Regions from separate parts of the Drosophila melanogaster genome. Here region 2 is linked to region 1. A link is a contact called in public Hi-C data. All regions are on one chromosome and are shown on one strand. The core of a region is the stretch at or near the end of the contact, and the rest is flanking DNA. Distances in the headings are between cores, read along the strand shown. Region 1 holds the start of lncRNA:CR45036 (long non-coding RNA:CR45036). Region 2 holds the start of CG7560.

Evidence for each region. A called contact is a pair of places that touch in the nucleus more often than the background predicts.
Region 2: a contact with region 1 is called in a Hi-C map of the Kc167 cell line, with 8 times the contacts expected there. A contact is called at or near these places in 53 of 107 Hi-C or Micro-C datasets (the Clone 8 cell line, the D17-c3 cell line, the Kc167 cell line and 20 more) and 4 of 7 datasets of targeted methods (the Kc167 cell line and the S2 cell line).

Annotation. Positions count from the first base shown.
Region 1 is chr3L:11,362,850-11,366,952 of dm6, forward strand. lncRNA:CR45036 (long non-coding RNA:CR45036) reads left to right here and starts at 1,834. Exons shown (of 1, transcript NR_124888.1): 1 at 1,834-3,048. It overlaps CG6163, which reads right to left and starts at 2,036. Exons shown (of 3, transcript NM_140203.1): 1 at 1,760-2,036; 2 at 428-1,069; 3 at 1-237. The coding sequence starts at 1,922.
Region 2 is chr3L:11,423,203-11,427,305 of dm6, forward strand. CG7560 reads left to right here and starts at 1,956. Exons shown (of 3, transcript NM_140205.2): 1 at 1,956-2,487; 2 at 2,552-2,652; 3 at 2,720-3,193. The coding sequence starts at 1,980. The coding sequence ends at 3,160.

The sequences.
Region 1 (4,103 bases), core at 584-3,083:
ACGGATGGTGCTGCGTCTGCTGGTGGTGCTGCTGCTCGCTAACGATCTCCTGGATCTGTTCGCGTGTCTGCTCCCTCTCATCGACCTTCTTTAGCAGAATTTCCCGCATGAAGGACATTCGATCGAAGTGTTCCCACGTGGAGCGGAAGGATTGGTGGGAGTATTGGGCGTGGCGCTCCTTCTGCAGTTCGTCTACGTAGCGCTGCTTGATGATTGACCAGCGCGTTTGCATAAGAGCTGCAAAGTATAAGATGTTTTGGGAGGGTTGGGGAACTTTTTATAATTCACATTCCTTTAAGCTACTTAAGCTTATTTTAATACCAATTCGTCAGGACATTAGTAACATCCTTTTAACACAATATTAAATTAGTTTGCTACATGCTATATATTTCGATGGATATAATCTACTTAGACGGGACTAACTTACTCGGTGTCAGACCCATCTCCATGGCCGCTTCCTTCCAAACCGCTGAGGTTCTACTCTGACCCTGTCCTTTCTCACTCCGCTGGCGCCCAGCCCACAACGATGGACGCGTCTTGATGGCATCGATGATACGTCCGCGCATGCTATTGTGCAACGAACTGGGGCGGCCCAACTTTCGCGGCGGCGTGGCCACCGTCTCTGAGGCCACAGTGGCCGGTGGAGGTACCAGCCCCGTGAAAGCGGTATATGTCATGCCATGACCTTGACTATGGGGCGGCTGAGTGATTAGATGCGGCAGTTGAGGGGCGGTGGGTGTGGTTGCGGTCTGCAGCCAGCTGAAGCTACCACTGGGTCGTCCGCGACCATGGGTGGCGGTGGGTAATGGCGGAGGCGCCACTGGGGCAGCAGGTTCCTCCCCCACAGTTGCTGCTTCAGTGGCTGTGGATGGGGCATCGGAGGAGGTGCCTCCGCCACTGCCGCCGCTCGACTGAGCGCCTACGATCTTTGCCACCGTAATGTTATACATGAAGGACATGGGCTCGAAGTGCTCCCACTTGGTGTTGAATCGATCCTTGTGGAGGATCTGGCGGTGGACCAAGTTGTGATAGTGGTACTTCATCTGGCTCCAGATCGATTGCAGCTTAACTGAAAATTATAAATAAATATGGTAAACATTTTCTTTTTTAAAGAATATTAATCGTGAATCGTGATTATTGAAACTTCCAAGAAATAGATATTTCAAATATTGAGATTATGGCTTAAGAGGCCTAAGAGTGCGAAGTTTAGTCTTTTCATTCATGAATATTGTAATATCTTGTGGCACGGTGCAGATAACTAAGCTTACATTAAGCCACCCAATTGCATTCATCAAAGTACATTCCACCCGTCAATTATTTCTACTGCGAGTGCTTCAATTTGCATTATATAGTGGCGTAGGCTCCTCTATTATTCCAAACGGACAGAAACCTTTACTTTCTATCCGAAATGCCCTTTGTCTAATTTTAGCCAAGTGCAGTGACGTAATTTAAGAAAATAATGAACCCTTTAGGAATATTGATTCAACGTAGATTTTTGTTATTGAGCAGTGAACTTTAAAATGTTCAGGTTGGACCAACTTACTTTAAATAAAGTGATTTTCAGCCCCCTTTCAAAAGCACATGCCTGCGCCACTGAATGCGCCTCGAAAGAGCTGGCGAAAGGAGAGTGCGAAAGGCAGCAACAAATGGCAACACTGCTAGCTAGCTGGCGAATGGAGCAGTGGCGTAGAGTGTGAGGGGTGCTTATGTCGGAAAGCGGAATGGTTCGTAGGGACGGGTACATTCTTGGTGGGCTCACCTGTCGGCACATGACCGCCGAACTGCTCGGCGATCTCTGTCCACATGGGCGATGTGACGCTGCGGCACATGTGCAGCTTGTTGTTGGAGTCCCAGATCTCCGGATATTTCTTGATCGCCTTCAAGAGCTGGGCTCGATTTACGAACGGATCCTCCTTGGGCATGGCCACAGCGAAACTGGTCACACTGGCACTGAATGATACCGTACCGCGGCAATGATTCCAAAGGCGATGTGAAACTGCGCCGGCGGAGCACAACTGCGTCCTTTGACATCAATTATCGGCGAATAACTGAAAGTAGAGTTTGCAAAAATATGCGAATTGAAAATGAAAAGGCACAGCGATTGAGGAAAATAGAGAAAACGATGACGGCGACGGCGACGCCAGCTTTTCGTTGTTGTTGCCCCGATGCCGAAGAGATTGGAAAGGCAGCGAAAGCGTACACGAGATGAGATACACAAAATGCAGGCGAGAAGAGAGAACAGGGAGAATGTGCAAAAAAAAAAAAAGACAGAAAAAGGAAAGAAGAGTCAGCAGCGACGACGTCAGTTTTACATACAAAAGTCTCCGCGTGTAGGTGCTTGTATCTGTGTGAGTGAGTAAGTGTGTAAGATGGCAGGGCGAAAAAGCAAAACAGACACAAGCAACAAGACCAAAGAGGAGACAGACAAAAAGCAACAACATAGCGCAGCAGCGGCAGAAGCAGCGAAGCTCAGAGCTGCAAAAACCGAAAAACAACAGAGAAGAAAAGCACTGAAAGAATAAGAGGAAGATGGAGGAGGCGGAAAAAAGCAGCGGGCAGGCTGCCCAAAAGAAAGGCAACGATAAACAAGCTACCTCTCTTTCATTGGGGGTCTCCTCTCTCTCCCTCTCTCTAACTTGGAGCCACCGAAAACGAGAGGGTGTTGTCGGGGAAGGGGTGAGTGGCGGACGAGCATTAGAAGCAGCGAAAAGCGAAACAAAAGAGCAGCGAAGAGTGCAGAGCAAAATGCAGGTCCGCAAAACGGAGAGCAGAGAAATCCACGATGACCGAAGTCGGTTGTTGGTCGAAGGGGCTGTGTGCGGGTGTGAGGGGGAGCAGCGAAAGAGAGAGGGAGGCAGGCAGAGGAGACCCGGAGTCCGAAGCCCGGCTGTCTAAACCGGAGACCCAGCAACAACAGCACCAACAACTGCAACAACCAGGGCAAACAACAACTGCATCACGAACACGCAACAAAGTGACGAAGCAACCGACGGACAGTGGGACGCATTGGAGCTGGCACAGTGGGGCCAACGACGGGTGGGGGATAGTAACGCGGCAGTAATGGTTTATCTGGCTAGAAAGTTGTTAAGAACCCCATCTTTAAGTATAAGAGTGAATACGGTTACAAGAGATTTAAAATGTCTATTAATCTTTATCAAAACAAATTCTACAAGCTTTAATTATATTTTATCGTGAAATATTCCATTTTTAACATTTTGGTCATAAAATATGATATGGCGCCATAAGATAGGCAACACATTTTTCGCTTATAAGGGGTAGATTACGTATACGTCCTGTTGTCTTTATTGCATTAGTAAAACTTATTTACATCTTGTTTTTTAATTTTCTGCTAACCACTTAAAATTTATAAAAATGTTAAATACAAATAACTTTAAATGTCACTCTTAAGTAAACTGGGCGTATACGTGATCACCTAATTGCATGCAGAAGATGGCACATTATCAAGAATAAATAAAAAAAAAAAAATGTTTAAATTTATATTCGCTGACTTATAAATTTACTTAGCCGTTTTTTCGCCAAACTGAGTTGGCATTGTGCAAAGAAGTGGCATCACTGGTGGGTGGACTGTTCGGTCGCTTGCTCGGGTTCGTCGTTGGTCGTTTTGGGCGCTGTGAGTGTGTTTGTGCGAGTGTACGTGCAATGAACCCGCAACTACAACTGCACACAACTGCAGCACGCACACTCGCACACCCGCCCACACACACGCACGCCGACTTCATTAGTATTGGCAACGATTCGTAGGCGCTGCAGCGCGCTGCGTTCATTTACTCAGTGCCCCAGACCCCGATGCCGAGCAGCGACCCACAGTGCTGCCCCCGACCACCCACCGCACACCTTGCCACACCACTTGGGCACCACCACCACCCGCCGCCTCACCCTACCCCCTTAGATATCCGCAATTCAGCGTGCGAGAACGAGACTGCAAAACAAACAAGATTCGGCATAAATCAGAGGTGGTCAACTATTTACATAGTGGGGATGTTTGTATTCGGGAGCGGATTTGTGTTACTTAAAATAAACCAAAGAGCACCAATTACAGCGATTTCAAAACTAACAAATAAAAAAACCAAGGGAAAGTTTGG
Region 2 (4,103 bases), core at 706-3,205, 60 kb after region 1:
GTAAAGCTAAGAAGATTATACAAACAAACAAAATATTTAAAGTTCGTTGTGTTGGTCGCAGTGAGACAAGGATTCACCTGAGTGTGTCCTTCGCGTTTCAGACTGATTACGAAGCCAAGACGGAGGCAGCTCCTCCACTCGAGTACTTTCTGTTACCATAATCATCTTAATAATTTCACAACTCATGTCTTTATTACATTTCCACCGCCTTCCGGCACCGCCACCGCAATATAATTTCCCAGCTCTCAGGAGAATTTTTTAATTTCAACAGAGCAAAGTATCTTATGACGAGGAACCAGAGGCTCCGCCACCAAAAACCCAACAAAAAGAAAAAAAAACCCGAAAGGGGAAAGAGAAATTGTATCTTCATGCGTGTGCCCCGCGACGCGTTTTCATTCCCTAAGTAGACGCATTTTATCAAATATTTTCCATCTCGCGTCTTCGCGCCACGTAGTAATTTAACCCCTCAGTGCTTTTCTTGAAAAATATGACTGAAATAAAGCAAGAACTTCACAGCAGGTGACCGACCCATCAACCATCGACGGTGAAAGGGCAGCTTAGCTAATTTCCAAAAGGACTCTCAATCGGGCGTAAGGATGAAAATCAGTGAACGTGGCGGCACAATGTAATATCCCCTAATCCTTCCGAGGCAACAAATCAAGTCCTGTGTAATCCACTGGGGGTACGCCTTGATTGAAGTCTATTCTCAAAGACCTATGTACCTACAAAGGATCTAAGACCTCTTGGTTTCGGCTCATTCGGTTCTCAATGAGGCAGTGAGAACTTTGATTAAGAACGCATATTAACCAGTTTTCTTTTAGATTTACGAAGAGAAAAAGCAAAAGCATAATGAAATGAATGGCTCAACTAAATGACGTTGTTTTAAAATCGCTTACTATGTGAGAAAGAATATAATACAAATTATTCAATTTTTTTATTGCCCATTCCTAACGAACTTAAAGCCATTCCCCAAGCCATTCCCATTTGTATTTTATTATTTTCGATCTTCTGCCGACATATCATCCATCTGTTACCAAAAATACTTGTCGTTGCGCTTGGTAATTTTAAAATATGTGTGATATGTTTTACTCGCGATATAAAATTATTTCCAGCATATTTTCTCTGTCACATTTATGTGTTTCCTCTTAGTATTATGAACCAAAACGAAATGATGTTCCCCTAAAACGATTTCACTTTTCAGATTTAAATATAGAACGGCCTTCCAGTAAAACTAAGAACAGGTTCCGTGCTGCACCCGCACACATGTTTACGAGCCAAACTAATTTTAGGTTCCATCCCGAACGACGGAAACATTTGAAGGTCTCCATCCTTCATCCAGTGCAGCTGCATGAAATCTTTAATTGGATGGCGTTGGGACCGATTGCCACGAATTAGAGACCATTCTCACAGGGGACGTTAAAAAGGGTTGGATTGTGGATGCGAACCAGTACCGATTCCCACGCACCCAAAGGTCCACAGTCGGTGTATGAGGAAAATAAGAGATTATTGAAATGGTTTTGCAATCAATTGTTAACAACTATCTTTTGTTAAGCTCTTTAAGTTAACATTCCCAAATAGAGGAGTAGCAATTGTTGCTAAAGGCAATTATGTGGAATATTCCAAATCTACCATTAATACTGAAACTTTTCTATTTCAATAAAAATTAGTGTAATTTCTTAAAAGAAAATCCATTAGTACTTGTTATACGTAAAGAAACAAAATAAATTTGTAACTCTTAGCATAGCATATTAAGTGAATTGGAAATTATGATATTAGTAATTAACCATTGTCAAATCACTAATGAACTGAAGAAAAGGGTATTCCCAGATTCGCTCAACGAATCCAGTAGTTTCGTATCTGTTCGAAACTTTGCTCGTATTTATTGAGATAGATTGATGATCGGTGATAACCCGCCTGGCAAATGACAACAGCCGGCAGTTTTAGTTGATCTGCCGTTGAGCGAGCGTGGTTCCAAATCAATGCATGCGATTCAAGTGCCCGCCGGTGGTTCGTCGCCTGGTGCTGCCTCCTACATTCCCTGCGTGACCTTTGCCCCCGATCAAAATGAATCCGTAGTGACGAAGCAGCGGATAGGAACGCTCGTGGCGGAGCGAACAGCCCAACATCGCCTCTTCTACGGCATCGAGGTGATGGCCAGCGATCCGAGTGGCCGGCCAACCTGCCTGGACTTTAATCACTTCCTGCCGCTCCTGCCCACCTTCGTGAGCTTCGTTTGGCTGAGTCAGCGGTACTGGGACGTGGAGCCAGTGGGTCAGGTGGAGAGCCTTCAGATGGCCCAACACCTGGCCACACGCATTCCCGTGCTGCCCCATGTGTCCGCCTATCGAATGAGTAGGCAGCGACTGGATCAGTTTTTGGCCCTCAACTTTAGCAGTCTTTTGGCCGTTCGAGGGGATCGAGTTCACGAGGATCAGGATTTCTCGATTAGCTACCCCATGGTGGAGCAATCGATACGGCAGAGGGGTGGTAAGTTAATTATTAATTATTTATCACTAAATATACTCTAAAATCACTCTTACACTCGAACCAGAAACAATATCAGTCTGTGTGGGTGGATATCCAGAGGGATACACTAGTTTAGGCGACATACCACAAAATTCAGCTAAGAACATGGAGTTTCTAAAGGCAAAGGTGCGTTGTTATTTGTGCACATATACAAATTACATATTTTATAGTGTCATTTTATATATTTGAATAGATTGATGCTGGAGCAGATTGCATTATCACACAGTTATGCTACCGTCCCGAGGTCATAGTGCAATTTGTGAAGGACTGTCGAGCAGCTGGAATCTCGGTACCCATTGTTGTGGGACTGATGTCGCATGAATCCTTTCGCTCCTACTCAATGATCGAGCAAATAACCGGCGTCCATCTGCCAGATGATTTGCGAGAGCAACTCGATCAGCTGCATAGTGCCCATATGAAGGATATGAAGTCTGACCAAGATCTGATAAGAAGGTTCTTTGTTAGCCTCACCGTCCGAACGATTCGTAATGTTTTGGATGCCGATGTGGGGGTTTGGGGCTTCCACTTCTTCACACTCAACCGCTTTAAGTCCGTCCAGGCTGTGCTGCAAGAACTTCGAGATCTGGATCTGTTAAAGGATTCTGAAAAGGATAAGAAAGGCTACGAAAAGTGATCATATGTCAGAAGCTAATAAAATTAATTTGATAAATATTTGCGATTCTTGTATCTGTGTTCATGGAGTTCTCTTAGAGCTCTCTGTTTTTAAATCAAAATCCCCAGAGTGTGACTTGGTGAGCAATTTACCAGGATCTGCGCAGCTTCCAGATCCAAAGAGTGCGTGCCACCCCTTTTGGCTTGACCATTTACAAGCTGCAGTGGAACAATAACCAATGATGTGACTGACATACCTAATGACCAGTGTTCGGTCTGCAGCTGGCCAAAAACGGAGTGTGATGAATGGATTGGGAAACCCTTTACCACCTCCATCCCTTTCATCTTTCATATGCGAAATTTTGCAGCTCCGGTGCGTCATCAACGTCAGTCAATGTGACAGGCGCTTCAAATCGCAGACCAAGAAATGCGTAGATATTTCTTGATGGTTCTCATCCGGAATAATAGAACTGTTGCGTCATCGCACCTTCCATCGGGACTTGCCATTTGAAATCAGGGGGTTGACGCCCCTCCTCCTCCTCCTACCCCCCCCCCCCCCCGCACAAAGACGCACTGAAAGGTCCTTCTTGACAAAAGCAGCATTTGACATTTGTAACTTGCGGTTGATCGGCCATGGAGAAGGGATAAGTGTTAGCGGCCACACGTAGAAAAATAATTGCAATATAATATATAAGTAATATATAATAAGTAATAATAAGTAATATATATAATATAAAAATAAATTTTATTGGAAATACACAACGAACTTCGTTAGCATTTTAAAAAGATTTAAAGTCGCTTTGAACAGTAACCAAATATTTTTGGAAATGGGTACGCAATTTGTATGGGAATTTCAGCTTAGAACTACCTGATCTTTCTCAGTGCACCACCAAGGGGTTGACTTTCACCGAGGGGGCCCCAGATGACACTCAGATGGAATCGGGGCTAAAAGGTTGTGCTGCCAC